2 separate regions of the Hordeum vulgare genome follow, and region 2 is linked to region 1. Evidence: chromatin contacts called from public Hi-C data. All regions are on one chromosome and are shown on one strand. Each heading gives the region's core, a stretch centred on a gene start, on an enhancer-like site or on the middle of the called end of the contact. The rest is flanking DNA. Distances are from core to core; before and after follow the strand shown.

Region 1 (5,269 bases), core at 2,498-4,997:
TCCGAACAAAACTTCGATCACCAACACATATAACTCAACTATATCGAAACGTCACCGAACCTTAAGTGTGCAGACCCTGCGGGTTCGAGAACTATGCAGACATGACCTGAGACACTCTCTGGTAAATAACCAACGGCGGGACCTAGATGTCCATATTGGCTCCTACATATTCTACGAAGATCTCTATCGGTTGAACCTCTATGTCAAGGATACATATAATCCCGTATACTATTCCCTTTGTCCTTCGGTATGTTACTTTCCCGAGATTCGATCGTCGGTATCACCATACCTAGTTCAATCTCATTACCGGCAAGTCTCTTTACTCGTTCTGTAATACAATATCCTGTAACTAACTCCTTAGTCACATTGCTTGCAAGGCTTGTTGTGATGTTGTATTACCGAGTGGGCCCCGAGATACCTCTCCGTCACACGGAGTGACAAATCCCGGTCTTGATCCATGCCAACCCAACAGACACCTTTGGAGATACCTCTAGAGCACCTTTATAGTCACCCAGTTACGTTGCGACGTTTGATACACACAAGGTATTCCTCCGGTGTCTGGGAGTTGCATGATCTCATGGTCATAGGAACAGATACATTGACATGCAGAAAACAGTAGCAATAAACTGACACGATCATATACTACGTTTATAGTTTGGGTCTTGTCCATCACATCATTCTTCCAATGATGTGATCCCGTTATCAAGTGACAACACTTGTCTATGGTCAGGAAATCTTGACCATCTTTGATCAACGAGCTAGTCAACTAGAGGCTTACTAGGGGCAGTGTTCAGTCTATGTATCCACACATGTATTTGTGTTTCCAATCAATACAATTATACCATGAATAATAAAGATTATCATGAATAAATAAATATAATAATAACAAATTTATTATTGCCTCTAGGGCATATTTCCAACATCTTTGTCGTCCAACTTATTTAGCTCAAGGATAATGTCAACAATAATGACTCATGATCACCTACATCCAACAAGATATATATGTCTGCATCTTTCTCCAACACATGATGATTGCCGACTAAAGAATTAATAGATTAGAATAGGGATAAACATTATTGACTCTTGCATAAAAGTAAATACATGAAAGTAAAAGATAGGCCCTTCGTGGAGGGAAGCAGATGTTTCATGCGCATTTTAATTTGGGATGTGTAAACTTTTAATGTAAATGAACATCACGTTATATTGCACCTTATGATAGCAACCTCTATTATGCAGTTTATCGCTTTTATTTCTTTGCCATCACAGGATCATACAAAGCTTATGTTCCCTTACAATAAAAGATCGTAAATATTTAGGAACAATTTTTATTGCTTTGTGCACCGATGACAACTTACTTGAAGGATCTTATTAAATCTATAGGCAGGTATGGTGGACTCTCATGGCAAGAAAATGGGTGTAAGGGTTATGGCTGCACAAGTAATATCTCTATTTAGTACGAGTTTTTGGGCTAGCAAAAGATCCTAAACAAGCACCACATATTAGAGGATCCATGACAATATAACTTCTTTGTGAATGTAAGCAAACATAACTCATTAAGTTGTCTTCCTTGTCCAACACCAACTATTCCATCATGTAGAAAATATTTGATGGGGGCTCACAATCATAAAAGATGTCCAATATAGTATATTTGTATGTGAATCTCCTCTCCCCTTTCATATTTTTGCATGAATTATATCAGTGACTAATACTATGTTTGTCAATTCTCAATAGCATTTATCAATCATACTTATTTTTATGTAAATTCATTACTCCCCATGGGATTAGCATATGTTCCTTTTTATTTGTTTTATTTCATCGCTATTATTGATACATGATGGTAATGCAAAAAAACTCAAACTAATCTTTATTATATAACTCTCACACTCGGTTACAGAGATAGATAGCTCACCAAGCAAATACTCTAAGAGAAAAAGAGACTTGACCGAGAGAGAGAGAGAGAGAGAGAGAGAGAGAGGGAGGGATGGAGAGGGGAAGAGGGAGGAGGGAGGGGGGGAGGAAGGGAGGGAGGGAGAGAGGGAGAGGCCTAACTCTCATACCAACTGAAGGATCAGAGATATCGTAAATGTTGACCAAAAGGGGAGGTGAATAGGAGACTGCCAAATTAAACTATTGTATTGGATACTTTTAGAGGCTAATGCGGAATATAAGTTCTCTAGAAATGTAACTAGGTGATACAACCCTACATGATGTGTTACAACAAGCTAGCAAGCTACAGTAGGCAACACACAATCTAGTAATAACAACAATTAATGCTAGGGATAAGAGACAACCAAAAGTGGTGGAGACGATGATGTAATTCAAAGTTCACACACTTAAGGGTGTGTTAATCTCCGTTGGAGAGGAGGGAACAACAAATTCTTCCACGACAACGAATGTCTCATCTTCTTCTCAGAGAACCTCAAACAACAAAATGTTAGGTTCCCTTCCACTAGGGTGGCTCTTGAGGCAAGCTCCAAACCCTCACAAACGAGTCCGGGGCACAACCACACGACTTGAAAGTTCCCTGAAAACGCCAACCATCTAGGGTTCCCCACAAACTCAAGAGTGGCAAAATTTGCTAGGGTCTCATGGGGAATCAACGAACTCGAGTGTTTCTTGAATGAAACGATAGATCGGGTGTTCCTCTTTGTCTCTTAAATAAATATATATGGAGTGGATTTGATAGGTTAGAGAGGGAGGAATCGAAGGTTGAAGCTTTGAATCATAGAGGAAAGAGGAATGGAGTCGTTACCCTCCTTTGGAGAAGAAGGGTGCTTTAAGTAGTATCCGAAAATATCTAGGTGATATGCATCATGCATGGAAAACTCGAGTAGTCCGACCTAAATGGGACATTCTAGGCAAATGACCGACTTGATCCAGAGCAGTGAACAAATTCGGACCCTAGGGCAGACCCATGTCGGACAATTTGACATGTTGAATAGTCCAACTTGGTCCTAAGAGTCAAAACAAGGGCAAAACAAATGAACATCTTTAGATTGTTCCTCACATGAATGTGAGCGTGTATGGGTATAAAAGTTGAGTGATTCTCACACTTGATCTATGGTGTATCCCTTCTTAATAGTACAATGAAAAATACGCAAATTTGATGTGTCATCTTCTTTGTCCTTTTAGCTTGGGGTGACCGACGAAATATTTTCATCTCCATAGTTGTCGAAACAAAGTTAGTCATCTAGTCTCTTTTGTCATTACACCAAAATTCATGACACGAAAATTGTTATTAAATATAGTGCATAGAAAAAGTCCCACATAGTTCTCTGCCCGTATGAATATTCCTGGGCCACTATCTTTTCAAGAAGAGTTCGTGTTGATGAGGTAAACTTTCAAAATCGACTTATGTAATCGAATCTGAGCTTTTTTGAGTTTTTTCTATGACGATTGCGTTTTTTTTGGGAGTTGCTCAATGGTACGGGTCTGTTCGGCAATCCACCGGCTCCCTGTAATTCAAGAATCTGAGAAGTGCCTATTGGCCAGCTTCACAGTTTTGAACGGCAGCTCCACCCGCTCCTGGAGCGGAGTAGCGGAGTGGAAGGTTTCCAAACACGCCTTTAAAAATTTATTTTCTTTATAAATATTTTAACGAACGTGGATCTCTAAGTTCAGTTTTGAGGGACGGGTCCAGAGAATTAGCACCCCAAGTGGAGCAAAATTAATGGCCAACCAAACATGCCTTAATCAGCCACTCCACCATGCCTTAACCAAGTGACGCTAACCGATGTTTTCCTCGTGGCCGGCAATAATGATCGCCGTTGCGTGCACATGACACACGGACTCGGAGGAGTCTCCTTCTCCCGTCTCCCAAGGAAAAAAAAAGAAAGAAAGAAAGAAAGAAACCCGAGAAAAGGAGTAGTAGGATGCAGACGAAAAGCGCCGGAAAGCAACACGCCTCCCTTCCCAATCTCGCCGCTGATGGCCGCCGCCCGCTGCTGTAGCGCCGCCGCCAGCCCTAGCCTAATGGCGTAGCCGAGCCCACCCTCGCAGTCGCGGCCAAACCAAGCGACCACGCGGAGGCAGCAGCGGCTAACAGAAAGGAGAGATTTTTGTCCCGGCTGTCGGTGATTCGTCTCTTCGCACGCTGCCTTTTTCCCTTTCGCTTCCTGCCGCGGTTGGAAGTGCAGAGGGGGTCGAGGTGGAGGGAGAGTCGGCGGTCTCTCGTCGCAGGTTGGTCTGCTCTTCTCTTGGTTTCGTTGGGTTTGGTTCGATCTGGGGTCGGGGTTCACGCCGACGGGGTTCGGTCGATCTCGCCGGCGCGGCGGGGCGGGGTTTCTTTCTTGGCTCCGGCATCTCCCCAATTTGGATGCGATTATCTTGTTAGTCAACCCCGAATGTTTGGTTGATATCATTCCATGCGCTCCCTTTTCCGTTCCTATCTGTCAGTGAATCAGAGGTTTCTGGATTTGTTTTACTCATTGGGCGCGATATCTTTCTTAGATTTACTGCGGCAGTGCATTAATTGGACGAGGCAGCGAGCTGAATAAGCTGCTCTTGTGTCTTTTTTTTAATGGGAATCAGCTGCTTTCGTTGTCCTTGCGCGCTTCATTGCCTCCCCTGCCCTGCTCTAGTACCAGTGAATCCTCATAAAAGTACCAATGAATCCTCTCAGGACTGCAGTTTATTGCTTCCGCTAGTTTTACTCGTTGTTCGTATGGTTGCCGCTGCCAAAGCCAGCATTAGGTTTATTGCCTCCATTCGATCCGGGACTTATTTGTTCCTCTGCAGGACTGGGAGTACAGCACTGGCTATTAATAATCTCAGACCTCTTTTTATCTTCTGCAACAAGAGGGTATCAAGCAACGTTTACAGAACGCTGAGGAGAGAGTGTGGACAGAAGAAGCTCTTCTCGACTTTAAACATAGCTTCATAGACTGCTTGGTTGTTACTTCCATATCGGAGGTATGCGTTTCTTCATGCCGTTGTTCAATGTTTTCTTCATAAGTTCATACTGCGTAGGCGGTTGCTATGATGATCTTTGTCACCCCTTATGAACTTCGCTCCAACGGTGATATGGTTTACCGGGTGCATCTCTGATTCTTGATCTTGACGCAGGCATGTTTAAAAACCAGCTCCAGGAGCTTGCGCAGAGGAGCTGCTTCAACTTGCCGTCCTACGCGTGCATCCGCGAGGGGCCAGATCATGCGCCCCGGTTTAAAGCCACGGTTACTTTTAATGGGGAATCGTTTGAGAGCCCGGGGTTCTATTCCACCTTGCGGCAGGCAGAGCATGCGGCAGCTGAGGTAGCGCTCAATGAGTT
Region 2 (6,100 bases), core at 536-3,035, 740 kb before region 1:
ATATTTTTTTTAAAAAGGAGGATGACCCTGGCATGTGCATCTGAAGATGCATGCGGTCATTTTATTGATTATTCTCAAGGACCTTACATAATAAAATAATAATATGTCTGAATCCGTCATCTTGGCAACATCTGTCGCTACCCTATCCATATGATGAAGGGGTGTAAGTCGGGCCATATACCCAGACCTCTCATCTAAGCCTAACATTTAAAACCGAGCCCCGACCGAGCCATCTATCGGGTCCGGGGCACAAACCGGCCTGACTCACTCACATGTGTCGTCGTTGTCATCTTAAGAGCATATTGAGGTGTCAACCTTAACAGGTCCTCTGTCGTCGACGCCACCACGACGTCAAACGACGACCATCACCTACGCAAGCCTTGGAAGGTCTTCCGCCATGGACGCCACCACGGCGCTAAACGACGACCTCCACCTACGCGAATTCATCTCCAAGCAACGGACGTAGATCCATGCTAGGATAGGTTCGCACCACCGCCGTCGCTCACCACCCACAAACGCCACCCAACCCTAAGGTTTCCAAAGCGGCTCCTTCAAGAAGGTAACGACGCCGTGAGCGCCGCCGCCCCCAACAAAGTTAGGGCTTTCGTCCGAGAAACCTAGGGGAAGGGAAAGTGAGGAGATCAGTCCATACCGACGCCTCCAAAGAGGGGAACTCATCTTTATGATTATACGCATCAACATTCTATTCATAGAAGCACCTTTAAGATACTGACATAACTCTTGACATTAACAAAATCATCATACTCGTTTCGTTGTTGATGAGAAACATCTTTTTCCATTAGACAAGCATCACCGAAAAATCTAGAACTACTCTACTTTATACCTATGATGGTTGATTGATGATCACGTTTACACACAGATGATTTGCGTTCAGTAGGACGGTGTGATTCATCGATTTTTATTTAGACAAACTACGATGCACACACATGCACATCACTCCTCATGCACCGCCTACGGAAGAACGATTTAGCGTGGCTATAAGATGAGCCCGTCAGATAAATCTCGCAGTCGACAAAGACATGCTCCTACTATAAGATATTTGGACTTGACGAGACACAAGATGTCAAAATCTAAGGTCAAGCCTCTAGTGAGTCAATGGTACAATCACCCTCGGTAGTACCATGAAACCACCCGTCAGGTCCCAAGAGATTCATGGATTCATCGTCAATTAAAACATGTGGTAAGTGTGGCATGCGTGCACGCATACGCATTGCTACGATTGTGTGCAGCATGGCTGCCTGTTCCCTTGCAGCCGCGAAAAGCCGTCGCATAGCATTTTCTTGGGTAAGTTTTCTGGTACGACCATATATACTTCCATTACAAAATCGTGAATCCCGTCGCGAACCCGATCGATTCATTTTAAGATGGGATCGGATCTTCGTATTTCTTCCGGATGAAGCGGATATAAGACGGGGAGACGGGCATTTTCTTTTGTTTGATCACAACCGGCGAGGTGGCCGGTTGGAGCACGATGCAAACGGACGACACGGCAGCAGCGAGGACCGAGCCGCATGTGCGCGCGCATGCGTCGGCCGGACTCCTACCGCCGTACGCCTCCCGAGGGCCACGCATCATTCATCGCCATCTAGTAGTACGAGCGGGAGGATGGAAAAGAAGGAAGATAAGAAAAGAGGAAAAGCCGGACGCGTCGATGATGTTTTCGGGAAGGCAGGCCTGAAAAAGGGCGCCGGCCCACCGCGTCAGGGGGCCAAAGCGGACGGGCGCGTGACGTCACCGGGGCCGCCCCGGTCATTTGGGCTGCCAAATGATTTGGTCAATCGGATCTGGACGGCCGGGCCCACCCCCCATCCTCCATCATGCACACTGTCCTCTCTGCTTTCTTTTCTTTTCTTCTTTTCTTTATTTCTTCTCCCTCTTACACTATTTTGTGAAAGTGTGAGCTGAAGAAACAAGGAACTCTGTGTAAATTCAAATGCGAGAAGAAAATGAGAGAAAAAAAAAAGAAGTAGCATCATGCGACGTGAGGAGATGATGCGTGCATTGCGCGGCAGGAGAGATGAGATGATACGGAGGTGCAGCGTACCCAGCCCGAGCACGTACACAGGCGCAGGCAGGCAGGCCTGCTGGCTGCTGGCGCTGGCTCCCTGTAGCCCTTTTTGCCGGCCAAGGAAAACTGGGGGAAGGGGATGGACCTCCCCATGAAAAGAGTAGATTGCACCGCAGCAGCTGCTGCAGCAGGATGTCATCCAACTTCATCATCATCTGTCTATGTGGGGATCGCTCTAATTTAGTCCTAGTTTAGGGATTAGGGTTAGGGAACGCGTCCAAATGATTCAAGCTTTCTTAGGAGCATAATGGAGTCCTTTTTTTGGCCGGTTAGAAGTTAGAAGCAAACTCTGTGATGACTGCAGCTTTCTAGTCGATGCTTCTTCCTGCATTTTGTTGTAGTACTTCCTTCGACACGAAATAAGTGTCTCGACTTTATACTAATTCTAGTATAAATTTATATTAAACTTGTAGCACTTATTTTAGGACAGAGGGAGTATGTAATTTGGGGCATGTTTGGTAGCCTTATGAGCTGGGTCTCGCTAGCTCAAGCCCGACTCATTGAAGGCTGGTTGAGCAAATGCAGCCTTAAAACCAACATCCGTAATATGTTTGGTTACCTACATCTAGGTCTCTTGCATTACGGGATAGTTTTATGTATAGTGTTTGGTTGACTACATTGTCTCAACACACATGAGCACGTTATTTGGTTGCACACACGATGCAAGGTGTGCTCATTTTGTATCCTATATGGCGAGGTTATCTTACACATGATCACATCTATTACATCAACGCCATAACACTGCAATGACGACGAACTGCATGATGATGATGATGATGATGATGTAGGATCGGAAGTATGTCTAGAGGGGGGTGGGGATGATTAGACTACTTGACAAGATATTTTTTTTGCCTTTCCCAATTTTACTTGAGAGGCAGCTACGACAATTATAACAGGTCAAGTACACCCTACACATGCAGTTCTAATAATATTGTAGCGGAAAGTAAAACATGCAAGTGTAAAGTAGAGGAGTAAGGTAGGGAGATCAAACACATGAGGTTGACACGGTGATTTTTGGCATGGTTTCGATAGGTGGCGCTATCGTACGTCCATGTTAGTGGAGACTTCAACCCGCGGAGGGTAACGGCTGCGAGAGTCCACACATGGCTCCACCCACAAGGGGTCCACAAAGAAGCGGCCTTGTCTATTCTACCACGACTTTCGTCCACACAGGACTAGCGTCACTCACGGTAGATCTTCACGAAGTAGGCGATCTCCTTGCCCTTACAAACATCTTGGTTCAACTCCACAACACACAGTAGGAGGCTCCCAAGCGACACCTAACCATTCTAGGAGGCACCACCCTCCAAAAGGTAATAGATGTGGTAGATCAATGAACTCCTTGCTCTTGTGCTTCTAAAGATAGTCTCCTCAACACAAATCATTCTCTCATAGAATATGCATGGGTAGGAGAGGTTCATTTGGTGCAAAGCAGTTCAGGGAGGCTAGAGATCAAGTTTCAAATGGCTGGATTGAAATATCTTGGTCTAAACACACGAGGAGGTGGTTCTCTCTCAGAAAATGGATATGGAAATGAAGTGTGTGTTCTGAGTGCTTCTCCCATGAATGATAGGTGGGTGAAGGGGTATATATAGGCAGCAGCCAAAATCCAACCATTACACACAAAAGTGCAAACTCGGTGACACCGAAGTGGACAACTCGGTGGTATCGACTAGTACTAAAAGTGTGAACTTTGAATCTCGGTGAGACCGATATATAGAACTCGGTGGCACCGAAAAGGTGACTAACGGTCAGATGACCAAACTCGATGGCACCGATACTCAAACTCGGAAATTCTGATTTTGTGTATCTTGGCAACAGAATGTTGGTCACATGAACTTGGTAGCACCGATGTAGTTTGGGTTGCACCATATGGTGGGAATGGCTAGGGTTCTGTCCGAGGTTCAAACTCGGTGGGTCCGAAGTGGCAATGTTGGTTACACCGAATTTGTGTATGTGGAACTTGACAAAGTGGATATGTAGGAAAAATGACTGAGTGTTTTGGTGGCTAACTTTGAGCATTTGAGCAGTCAGCTCATTTTACTACCTCACCCCCTTTTAATAGTATTGGCTTTCCTGTGGACTCAAAAGTGATTTCTCACAAATAAAAGATGAAGAGTCTTCTAGCTTGAAGCTTGACCCAATATTGTTCCTTTATTGAATCCAGGGGTGTCTCCACATAAACCTTAAGCCATAACATCTTTTGAATTTTTTGAAATGCACTTGGAAAACACATTAGTCCAATGATGCATATGTTGTGATCAATTATCAAAACCATCCTAGGGAGCAATTGTTCTTTCGGATGAAGTTCTTCACCCCAAGGTGTGGCGCCTCCTTGCCAACTTCAACGTTACCAACTTAACCTTGCATGTGTGCTTTTGTACGAACTTGGCGTAAGTATTTTCTGCCGCCCGCCTAGTCTTAAACCCTTTATGGTTGTTGTTGCTATACATTGCAACTTGTTTATTGCAAGCTTTCTATGAACTTTAAACTCTTGGTGTCCTCTCGACGAACGCTGCATACCATTTTATCCTAGCAGTGCACAAGAACAACATTTGAAGTAGCAAGCAAAGTTGCAACGAGGCAACAAGCAATGGAACAATCAAGAAGCAAGCAATGGAGCACAAGTAGTAAGCATGCATGATCATATGACATAACAAGTTCAACCTAGCACTACTATGGTGTCATCCTACCACCACATCCAAAAAAGGTGTCATCCTACCACCGCAAGTTCACGATCATCATGAGAGGTTAGTATATACCATCTCAACAAAATACATAGATCATCAAACAATTTTCAAGCCCTAGCTACACAAAATATATGTCATCATCATCATCGCCATCGCCATCACTACCCAAGATCATGCACGCGTTAACCAACAACAAGCTCTAGTAGTAGTGCTTGACCAACCGGCTCTTGAGCTAGAGAACCATGTGGGCGTTTGCCATGGCAACAAACCCAACACCCCAGGCCTTGTTATCGAGCATGTGGCTCAAAGCTGCCATGAGAGCCTCATGACCGAAGCCAACTTGCTTCATGACGACATTGTATAGGCCAGAGTGGATGTTGAGGGACTTCCTCTTCCTAATGGCGGTTGCCACCTCCTTCACGGCCCGAGTCATTCTGCTGAAGACACTGACCTCCTCTTTCATCAGACCTCGCCTCTTCCTCTTCATATTGACCACAGGGACATGATCAAATGGCTTGTCAGGGCCATCAAGGACTGCCTCTACGTCCGGGGTGCGTGGGAACTCTGACGTCATGGGAGAACCGAGAGCCTCACAAGAGCCCATGGCATGCTTTCCGGTTGCCAGGCTGAAGGAAAAGATGTGCTACATGTGGTTGTAGTTCTAGGTGGGGTGTGTTGAGGAACTCAACATCTTTGGGGTGGTCCTAAGAAAGAAGCACAAGCATTGTTAGTTGGGAGTAGGCAATGGTTGACAGTGTGAAAAATAAGGGGCAATGAGCTAACGGCAACATGGCCGGTGTAGTGCTGTGCCTCCAGAATGATAGAGCAAGTGATCTTATCTCATCAGACGCCGCTAAGGTCTATGAGCTTGGACACTTGTATCCATCGAGCTCTCCATTTCCCAAGGTGATTGTACACCTGGGTGGCAGTCACCTCCTAACCACTGAACTCAAACACCTGCTTCACAATGGTGTTCAAGTGCACCTCCTTGAAGCCCTTGCTAGTCCTAACCCAGTAGTGATGAGCTCACACACCTGGTTCAACATGAACGTGGACATGAATGGCTGCCACTTCATGTTGTCCCCCTACCATCCTTCTTGGCCTTTTCTCCCATTGTCAGTGTAGTAGCAGCAACAACGACAGTTGGATGAAAGAGTACAACTGGCACAAAAATTGAAGCATCGACTAATACCTAGAGCACCACTGAATCAACAAGCATATTATCATCGAGTGGATGCTTTGAGTCCTCGACACAGGAGGCCGTGAAATGGTTGTCGGACATGACAATGGCTTGACTAAGATCTTGAGTCTACATGCTCAT

The links. A called contact is a pair of places that touch in the nucleus more often than the background predicts.
Region 2: a Hi-C map of seedling shows a contact between it and region 1, with 5 times the contacts expected there. The contact joins the enhancer-like site here to the promoter of LOC123425445 in region 1. A contact is called at or near these places in 5 of 6 Hi-C or Micro-C datasets (leaf and seedling) and 1 of 1 datasets of contacts at active chromatin or transcription factors (embryo).

The regions. Positions count from the first base shown.
Region 1 is chr1H:83,471,445-83,476,713 of MorexV3_pseudomolecules_assembly, reverse strand. LOC123425445 (double-stranded RNA-binding protein 2-like) reads left to right here and starts at 3,747. Exons shown (of 5, transcript XM_045109151.1): 1 at 3,747-4,179; 2 at 4,738-4,911; 3 at 5,065-5,269. The coding sequence starts at 5,067.
Region 2 is chr1H:84,211,891-84,217,990 of MorexV3_pseudomolecules_assembly, reverse strand. No RefSeq gene overlaps it. Among protein-coding and RNA genes, the nearest start is that of LOC123425471, 21 kb to the left of the region's middle. Within about 2 kb of position 1,785, at least 3 of the 3 cell types and tissues checked have open chromatin away from gene starts, as enhancers often do. A contact at or near this core is called in leaf and seedling, where this site is marked.